2 separate regions of the Mus musculus genome follow, and region 1 is linked to region 2. A link is a contact called in public HiChIP or PLAC-seq data. All regions are on one chromosome and are shown on one strand. The core of a region is the stretch at or near the end of the contact, and the rest is flanking DNA. Distances in the headings are between cores, read along the strand shown. Region 1 has its middle 21 kb from the start of Mir1929. Region 2 has its middle 60 kb from the start of Gm35154.

Evidence for each region. HiChIP or PLAC-seq counts read pairs in DNA pulled down with a chosen protein or histone mark.
Region 1: a contact with region 2 is called in an H3K4me3 HiChIP or PLAC-seq map of bone marrow-derived macrophages, with 2.6 times the contacts expected there. The contact joins two enhancer-like sites. A contact is called at or near these places in 4 of 39 promoter capture datasets (3T3-L1-derived adipocytes, embryonic stem cells, liver and 1 more), 12 of 484 Hi-C or Micro-C datasets (CD4 T cells, Th1 cells, centrocytes and 4 more), 4 of 115 datasets of contacts at active chromatin or transcription factors (CD8 T cells, bone marrow-derived macrophages and embryonic stem cells) and 2 of 9 other capture datasets (embryonic stem cells and liver).

The regions. Positions count from the first base shown.
Region 1 is chr10:44,379,124-44,382,974 of GRCm38.p6, forward strand. No RefSeq gene overlaps it. Among named protein-coding and RNA genes, the nearest start is that of Mir1929, 21 kb to the left of the region's middle. Within about 2 kb of position 1,833, at least 189 of the 459 cell types and tissues checked have an H3K27ac peak or open chromatin away from gene starts, as enhancers often do. A contact at or near this core is called in CD8 T cells, bone marrow-derived macrophages, centrocytes and 1 more, where this site is marked.
Region 2 is chr10:44,536,744-44,540,599 of GRCm38.p6, forward strand. No RefSeq gene overlaps it. Among named protein-coding and RNA genes, the nearest start is that of Gm35154, 60 kb to the right of the region's middle. Within about 2 kb of position 2,463, at least 71 of the 459 cell types and tissues checked have an H3K27ac peak or open chromatin away from gene starts, as enhancers often do. A contact at or near this core is called in CD8 T cells, bone marrow-derived macrophages, centrocytes and 1 more, where this site is marked.

The sequences.
Region 1 (3,851 bases), core at 583-3,082, 160 kb before region 2:
AGCACCACATAAAACAAGGTGCTATGGCTTCTTCTACCTGTGATCCCGTTTTGGGAGGCTCTGTAGCCGAGGCCAAGTTTAAGGCCAACTTGGCATACATGAGACCCTGTCTTGAAAAACCAAACAAATCCATAACGTTTGGTTGTCATTGTCCTTGCTTCATGTTCTTGTCAACTACATGTTGAATATCCTCACCTCACTCCCAAAATACACTGACACACACAGACACAGATACACACAAACACACACATACACACAGATACACTCTCACACACTCACACAGATATACACAGTGACACACACAGACACACTAACACACATTCACATACATGCACACTGATACACAGATACTGACACACATACACACTGACACACACACACACATAGAGATACACTCAAACAGACATACTCACACAGAGACACACAAACACTCTCACAAACACACACACACACACACACACACACACACACACACCACCACCACCACCACCTCAGTCTCCTTCAGTGTCTGCCTACCCTCCATCATCTTCAGTTTTTCCTGCAACCTTTGATCTCAAGCTGTCCTCTGAAGTCTGTGTCTGTCCGACCTGACAGATGAGGCTAAGCCTGGCCCTCTTGCAAGCTGGCCTGTGCCAGAGTTGTCTAGGCAATGTTTGTTGCTTTTTAATGATAAGTATAACTTCTGGGGAGTGCTAATTTTAAAAACTTTTTAAAGGTCAATGCCATACTTCTGTTGAGCCAGCTCACCTGGAGATTGGCTTTAGTGATGGGATTCTCTGCTTTGGCTCTGCTATGCTGTTCTCAAGCCCACACACTGGACCTTCTTGGTCCAGTTGTCCATGTTTCCATAGTTGACCAAATTGTTTACCCTAATTCCCCCACAGTTAAGAAAATTCTGTGACATTGTCAAGAAAGCCATTGTCCATTTAAAAGGTCATTCATCTTTTTAAAGGTCTCGTTCATCTCATTCATCTTTTTCTCTCATTCATCTTCCATTGGTATTTTCTGCCTGTGTTCACTGTCTGCGCAACAGCGTGGCTGTTCAGCGCTCTCCATATGGACCTTTGATCCCTCCCAGATTGCAGATTTCTGGAGACCAAAGCCAGAGAGCTTGGTACCACTCCTGAGGTGAAGGGCAGAACGGGCGCAGCCTGTCTGAGGACTCTCGAGAGGGTTCTGCCAAGCACATGGCTCTCTACTTTTCTCCTCTGTTATTTCCAGAAAGTCTCACAAACTCCTTCCATCTCAATTCGGGCCTTCTTCAACAAGCAGAGACAGATTTAAGGTGAGGGACTTCTCCGGCTGGCCCTGCAGCCGGGGTCTGAAAGTGACGTGTCAGGCAGGGGTTGGGGCGTGGTTGGCCTCCACCCTCGGCTGGAAAAGGACATTTTTTTTTTTCAAGGAGAAGGTCTTGTCTCTGTGTCTACCTCATCGCAATCCTCTTTGTCTGGTTTCTTCCTCCTACCCAGTCTCCTTTGCCTGCCTTCCCCTTTCCCTGACTGACTTCCAGGCTACCCCTCCCCCAGCCTGTCTTCGTGCCTTCCTCCTTACACTCGCCTGATCCTCTGTGCGTCTGGTCGGTTTCTGTTCCCTCTTGTTCTTTTTCTTTCACTTTCCGCCGCCCACCCGTCATTTTTAACAGTGTCATCATGACTTACAGTGTGGGAACATGGAACTCAGCGTCTCCCACATTACACAGCCATCTCCGGATTCCATGTGACCAGCACTCTTGCCCTTCGCTATGAGGGCAGAATTGATGCCCCACCACTTCCCAGCTGCCAAGGCCCAACTCTCTCTGAGTCTCTGCTTCCTGCTCACTGCAGAGGAGGGCAAGGCTAGAGCGGGAGGATGGGGCAGCTGCTCGTACAACTGCGAGCGGAGGTTTCTAGTACTGACATATATGACTATCTTCATAATCGACAGAGCTCAGCTGAAACATCCAAGTCAAACGAATAGCAGGGTCTCAGTCATACACAGAAAGCACTCTTCCCTTTTTCTTCCCTCAGCCCCACACATGCAGGCTTGTGCAATCAGTTCTTATATAAAGATCTGCTTGAAGTCAGGCCTGGGGTTTCTCGGAGGCATTATACCCCCCTTTCAAAGGTCAGGGTTCACTCAGAGCAGCTAGAGTAACCTGGATGTTAAGAGTTGGGAGGGGAGGCACCTCGAGGTTTCCGGGAATAGGACCTTCTTAGACTCTGTTTCACAATGCAAAGAATGGTTTGTATGTCTCACATGCAAACCAGATTTGTTGATCTGAGTGGCAATGTCCCTTTGCAACTGTGACCAAGGATGGAAATTAAGCCTGTCTCTGTCTCAGAGGCTGGGCTTCTGCCAAGCACTCCGTTTACTGCTGGTTTGCTACCTTAACCCTTGGCAGCAGCCCGGGGCTCTGCTTGCAGCCAGCACCCAGCCAACACAGTGAAAGTGATCTTTGCATTGAGCTGTCTGCCTACAGGTCTCTACAGGCATCTCCTGCCCTGGCCTGTCTGCAGAGCCAGAGAGGCTGGCTGACAGGAAAGTGAGCCAAGGCTCCTGGCAACGTTCCAAGTCCCAGAAAGGAACTGCACCTAATCCAGCATCCTCTTCCTTTTTTTTTTTTTTTTTTTTTTTTTTCAGGTGCAAGTGGTTAAAATTCACAGTCATGGTTCCACTGAGTGGAGAAGCTTCACTCCCAACACAGCAGGGCCGGTCCGGCGCTGGGGCCCAGTTAAAGGTGATTAAGCTGTTTAGAACAGAACGGATGCTCAAAAAAGGGGCCTCCAGCCACGTTCCTCTCTGTTCTGCTGTAGGATGCTGGACACAAAGGCCCTCGGCAGCTGCCACCCCTCAGTCTCGAACTTGCCTAGAACCCTGAGCAGAGACATAGTCGGTTCACTATCCGGTACCGACCGGTTCTGGTATTCTGTGACAGTGGTAAGCGAAACGAAGCCACCTCCCATGGGCGCACCCTCCCACGACACCTGCAAGAGAGCAGCCACAAAGCATGAGGCTGCTGGTCCGTAAAGACCTCGAAGTGGCCTCAGAGGCCCAGTTCGGGTACTGAGAAAGTATTGATGTTTATGGACTATGCAAAGATGGTCTGAAGAAAAGGGAAAATACAGCAGAGATCTTCCTACATAGGAATGCAGTTTCAAAACACAATTTGAAAAGAACTATTTCTAGGGGCTGAAGAGGTGGCTCAGCAGTTAAGAACACTGGGAGCAACTCCAGAAGACCCAGGTTCAATTCTCAGTGCCCACATGGCAGCTCACAACTGTTTATAACTCCAGGTCCAGGAGATCAAACACCCTTCCAAATACATAATGTAGGCAAAACACCAATGCACATAAAATTGAAAGAAAGAAAGAAAGAAAGAAAGAAAGAAGGAAAGAGAGAGAGAGAGAGAGAAAGAGAAAGAAAGAGAGAAAGAGAAAGAGAGAAAGAGAGAAAGAAGAAAATAAATCCGGGTAACGGTGGCACATGCCCTTAATCCCAGCACTCGGGAGGTAGAGGCAGGGGAATCTCTGTAAATTTCAGAATAGCCAGAGCTGCACAGAGAAACCCTGACTCAAAAAAAAAAAAAAAAAAAAAAAAAAAAAAGAAAGAAAAAAAAAAGAAAAAGAAAAGAAAAAGGAAAAGGAAAAGGAAGGAAGGGAGGAGGAAGCGGAGGGGAACTAGTTCTATAAAACCGTAGCTTTCATCCGTATTCACTAAAGGGCAGCAGTCTACCACTCCAGGCTGCCTTATATCAGAACTAAATGTGTAATGCTGCCCAGGCTGAGTACTCACCTTAGGGTCCTTTTAACTGGTTTTGAAAGTTTCAAAGCTGAACTTCCTAAGGGCTTTGCCCTAGACCTATCGATACACAT
Region 2 (3,856 bases), core at 1,213-3,712:
CTTCTTACATACTGAATCCCTTTCCCTCATTTACTGCTTCTACCCCCCCCACCCCCACCCCCCGCCCCCGAGAGTAAACAATCTGACAGCAGGACACTTTTTGTTTGTTTTTCTTTTTAATGCTTTTTGTTTCCCGTTGCCCAATGCCTGGAAATAAATACATTCATTTTTTAATGAAATTAGACAAAGGAGTAGCTTCAGTATATTCTATCACCTTGGAAGAAAAAATATTGAGTTGCCCTAAACCACAGTTTTATCAGCTGTAAAGGTCTGGTATCTTCTAGGTTACAGGGTGCTCAATAAGAGTTAAATAACATATAACACACTAGGCACACAGGAACATAATACATAGTACTTATAGTACTTGGTATTGGTATGTATGCAGGCCTGACTCATATTATGTATTTGATAAAGCTTTAAAATTTTAATAATGTATGGAAATATAGGTAATACCTTGCCTGCCTATCTTAGTCTTTTCTCTTTGTCTATTGCTGTACATAGCAGCTGGCTCAGATTTCCTTTGCTATTAGTATTTCTTTGTGCCCTGGAAGTGTGTCATGAGTACTACACACACTCATTACATCACATTATGTCTCCATCGACACTGAGAGGAAAAGTTTATTGAGCAGGTCTGAAAGCCTCCTTTTGCTTGGCCTGTATCCCTTGCCTTGGGATGATTCTTATTCCTTTCATGGAAGAAAAGGAAAGACAGAAGGAAGGAAAACCACAATTTGATTCCTTGACAGATTTCAGTTTTCCCTTTATAGCTCTGTTTAAAAGGAATATAAAATATTCATTATTTTTACTTTATGTATGTAAGTGCTTTACCTGAGTGTACTACATGTATGCCTCGTGCCCATGGAGGGCAGAAGACGGTATTGGATCTCTTAGAACTGGACTTACAGACAGTTGTGAGCTACCATATGGGTGCTGGGAATTGAACCTGTGACCTCTGGAAGAGCAATACATGCTGAGCCACTGCCCTACCCTACTTTCCTGTTGCTGGTTTCTTATCTGGGGTGAGTAGACATTTGTTCACATCTCCCCAGAAATAGTGTCACACCACAGTGAGAGAGGAGTAGGCTATCTCTTGAGCAGAAAAAGAGGGCCTGGGCAAGAACCTACTAGCTACTGAGACTGTCCCTGTGGTCTCTCTGTAAGACCTGCTATCACTGGACCAGACAAGGAAGACACACAGGCCAGGCTGGACGACAGGATCTGGAAACTTTTCCATTTTACAGTTTGACTCAAACAACAGAAATGAATTTTCTCTTTATTCTGGAGGCAGGAAGTTTAACACTTGAGGTTAACAGGTTTGCTTTCCCCTGAGGCCTCTCTCTCGTCTTGCAGATGGTGTCTTACTGCGTCTCATGTTTTTTCTCTCTCTAGTCCCCTTGTCTATTCAGGCGAGTAAGACCTAAGGCGAGGGGCTACAGGACTTGGAGTAGGAGGTGCTTAACTTCAACTTCCTTAAACTGGGCCAATCCTATCCAGATTCCCATCAGCCTTCTAGTCTGCTTCTTAGGCAAGGCTCATGCTGTGGTAGGCTTGCGTGTGGGAATGTGACAGGATTTATTTAGTTCAGGAACTTGGAAAGTCGCTCCCTCCCCAGTGTGCCTTTCCTTTTGCCTTGACACGCTTTCTCCTAGCTATGCTCTCTCGCCTGGTTTTACTCATTCTATGACACCCCACCTCTGCCTGAACCATGTAAGTAGGTCAGCAGTCCTAAGGAAGGGTCTGGTGCACTAGGTCACCTTCAGTTCTTGGTGTGACCTGGAGCTTAATTTCACCAAGCCGTGCTTACGGTAATCAGATAACACTAAAGGTATCATCTCACTGTCTAAGCCGCCCCCGGAGCCCCTTAATTTCACAAATTAAGAAGAAGAACAGCCAGGCCAAATAATTTACGCAGGGTCACACAGCAGCTAATAAATGGTAGACCTAAATATAGAATTAACATTTGAGGCCCAGGGCCCCAGACTTCTTTGGAAAGATGGAAATAGGCTCTGGATCCTGAAAGCTCAGGAGCTGAGAGTCAGAGACCGCATCTGAACCTTCTTCATGGCTTTCTCTGGGGGGTGTGGCCTCCCTCCAGCTCAACTGACCCAAAATAGGCATTTTAAACACCATCTCTCAGAGTCTCTGCTGATACCCAAACAACTTAGCGTCAACCACAGGGGCTTTGGGTTTCCCCAGCCTTGCTTGGCGGTCCGGGATCCCCTCTGAAGATCCCCACATCTCATCTATAAGGAAACTAGAAATCGGGAACTGCGGTTTTGGGAACCGAGAATCTCAAGAGCACTGGCCACAGACAGGCCTGTGGTGTGGGCTCCCTCAGCCCAGCTTCGAGGAGACTTATAGGTCGGTGTGGGATGAGCCTGCAGAACCCACGTGTGAGACACAGCTCCACACCAGGCTGGCATGGCTCAGGGACAGAGGTACCTGCATCTCCAGAACTTAGCCTGCAAACTAGGACTCCTGACTGCTCCCCCACCTCCTCCGCAGCAAGGAGCACTGGTCTGGCAGTCACCCTGACTTCTTGTCGCCACCACTTTTAAAAATGAGGAAGTTGAGTAGTAACCGGTTTTACTTTGTGGAATCACGAATTCTCAGGAACGGTTGGTTAGCTAACAGGGATCCTGAAAACGTAATTGCTCATCGAGTGGACTTCTAGGAAAATGTGAAGGTTAAAAAACTTGAAAATTCTGATGATTTTTTTTTTTTTTTTTTTTTTTTTTTTTTACCGTGATGAGTCAGTTAAACCCTTTGCTTGCCGCTGGCGGCTGCCCCTGCCCGTACAACAAAGGGACCAGTCAATGAAGGTTTCTTTGATGGTTCTGTTTGGAAACCCAAAGGCAAGCAGCCAGTGCTTTTCAGTCACAAATTAGAGTTTCAATTTGAGTTCACCTTAATTACCTTAAAAATGTAAACATTTGTCTCACACCGAAGTTGTTTCTCAAGCAACACCTTTAGATATGTTAATTCACTGATCCATTAAAACAAACACAAATCTCTTTTTTTCCTTATCAACTCACTCTTTTGCCTTTTTTTTTGTTTTGTTTTGTTTTTTAAAGAAGGGGTTGATTTTTTAAAATGAATTCTGAAGAAAATGTAATTAATATGTTTGGCAACACTGGTAAAATATAATAGATATAATAGTGCGATGGGGAGAAAGACAGAGTTTTAGTTCCCTTTCTTGCTCCATTACTCACTTACTTGATGTGGCCTCTGACAAGTCCCTTCAGTGTCCTGAGCCTCAGGCTCTCTCCATCTGTAACAAGGGGGATGACTTACCATCTCCATGCCTCCTGGGGGTGTTGTAAGGGTTAACGAGATATGTGATCACTGCTTTGATTCTAGGGTGAATGACCCTGTACAAATAAAGCATGATTATATATCAGATTCATCTTTGATTCATCCGAATAAGTGGGCCTCCCCTTATTAACTCTCTTCCTGTTAAAATTTCAAAATTGGACTGTCTGGTTTTTAAGTAGGCAGTGTGGTGGCATTCGATACTTGATACCCTTTGTGAAAGTCCTCCACAAGTTATATTACCCCATGAAGGGAGAGGTTCTGTTTGATTGCTTTTCTCATTGTGCTACCCAATGTCTCTATCTATTCAAGTTTAATCAACATTTTTTCTTTCCAGGGAATTACAAGAGTGCAGGGGTGCATGCCGAGCTGTATGGTGTAGCTCTAGCATGTTCTAGTTGAATTCCATCTATGGCTTATAATGACTCACTGAGATGTGTACGTTGTCATTACCATAGACACAGAATGCAGGCAGAGGGATTTTCATTTAATTAATGGGTAAAACAGGGAAGACCTAGAACGGAAGAAGCAACCTCAGAGTAGT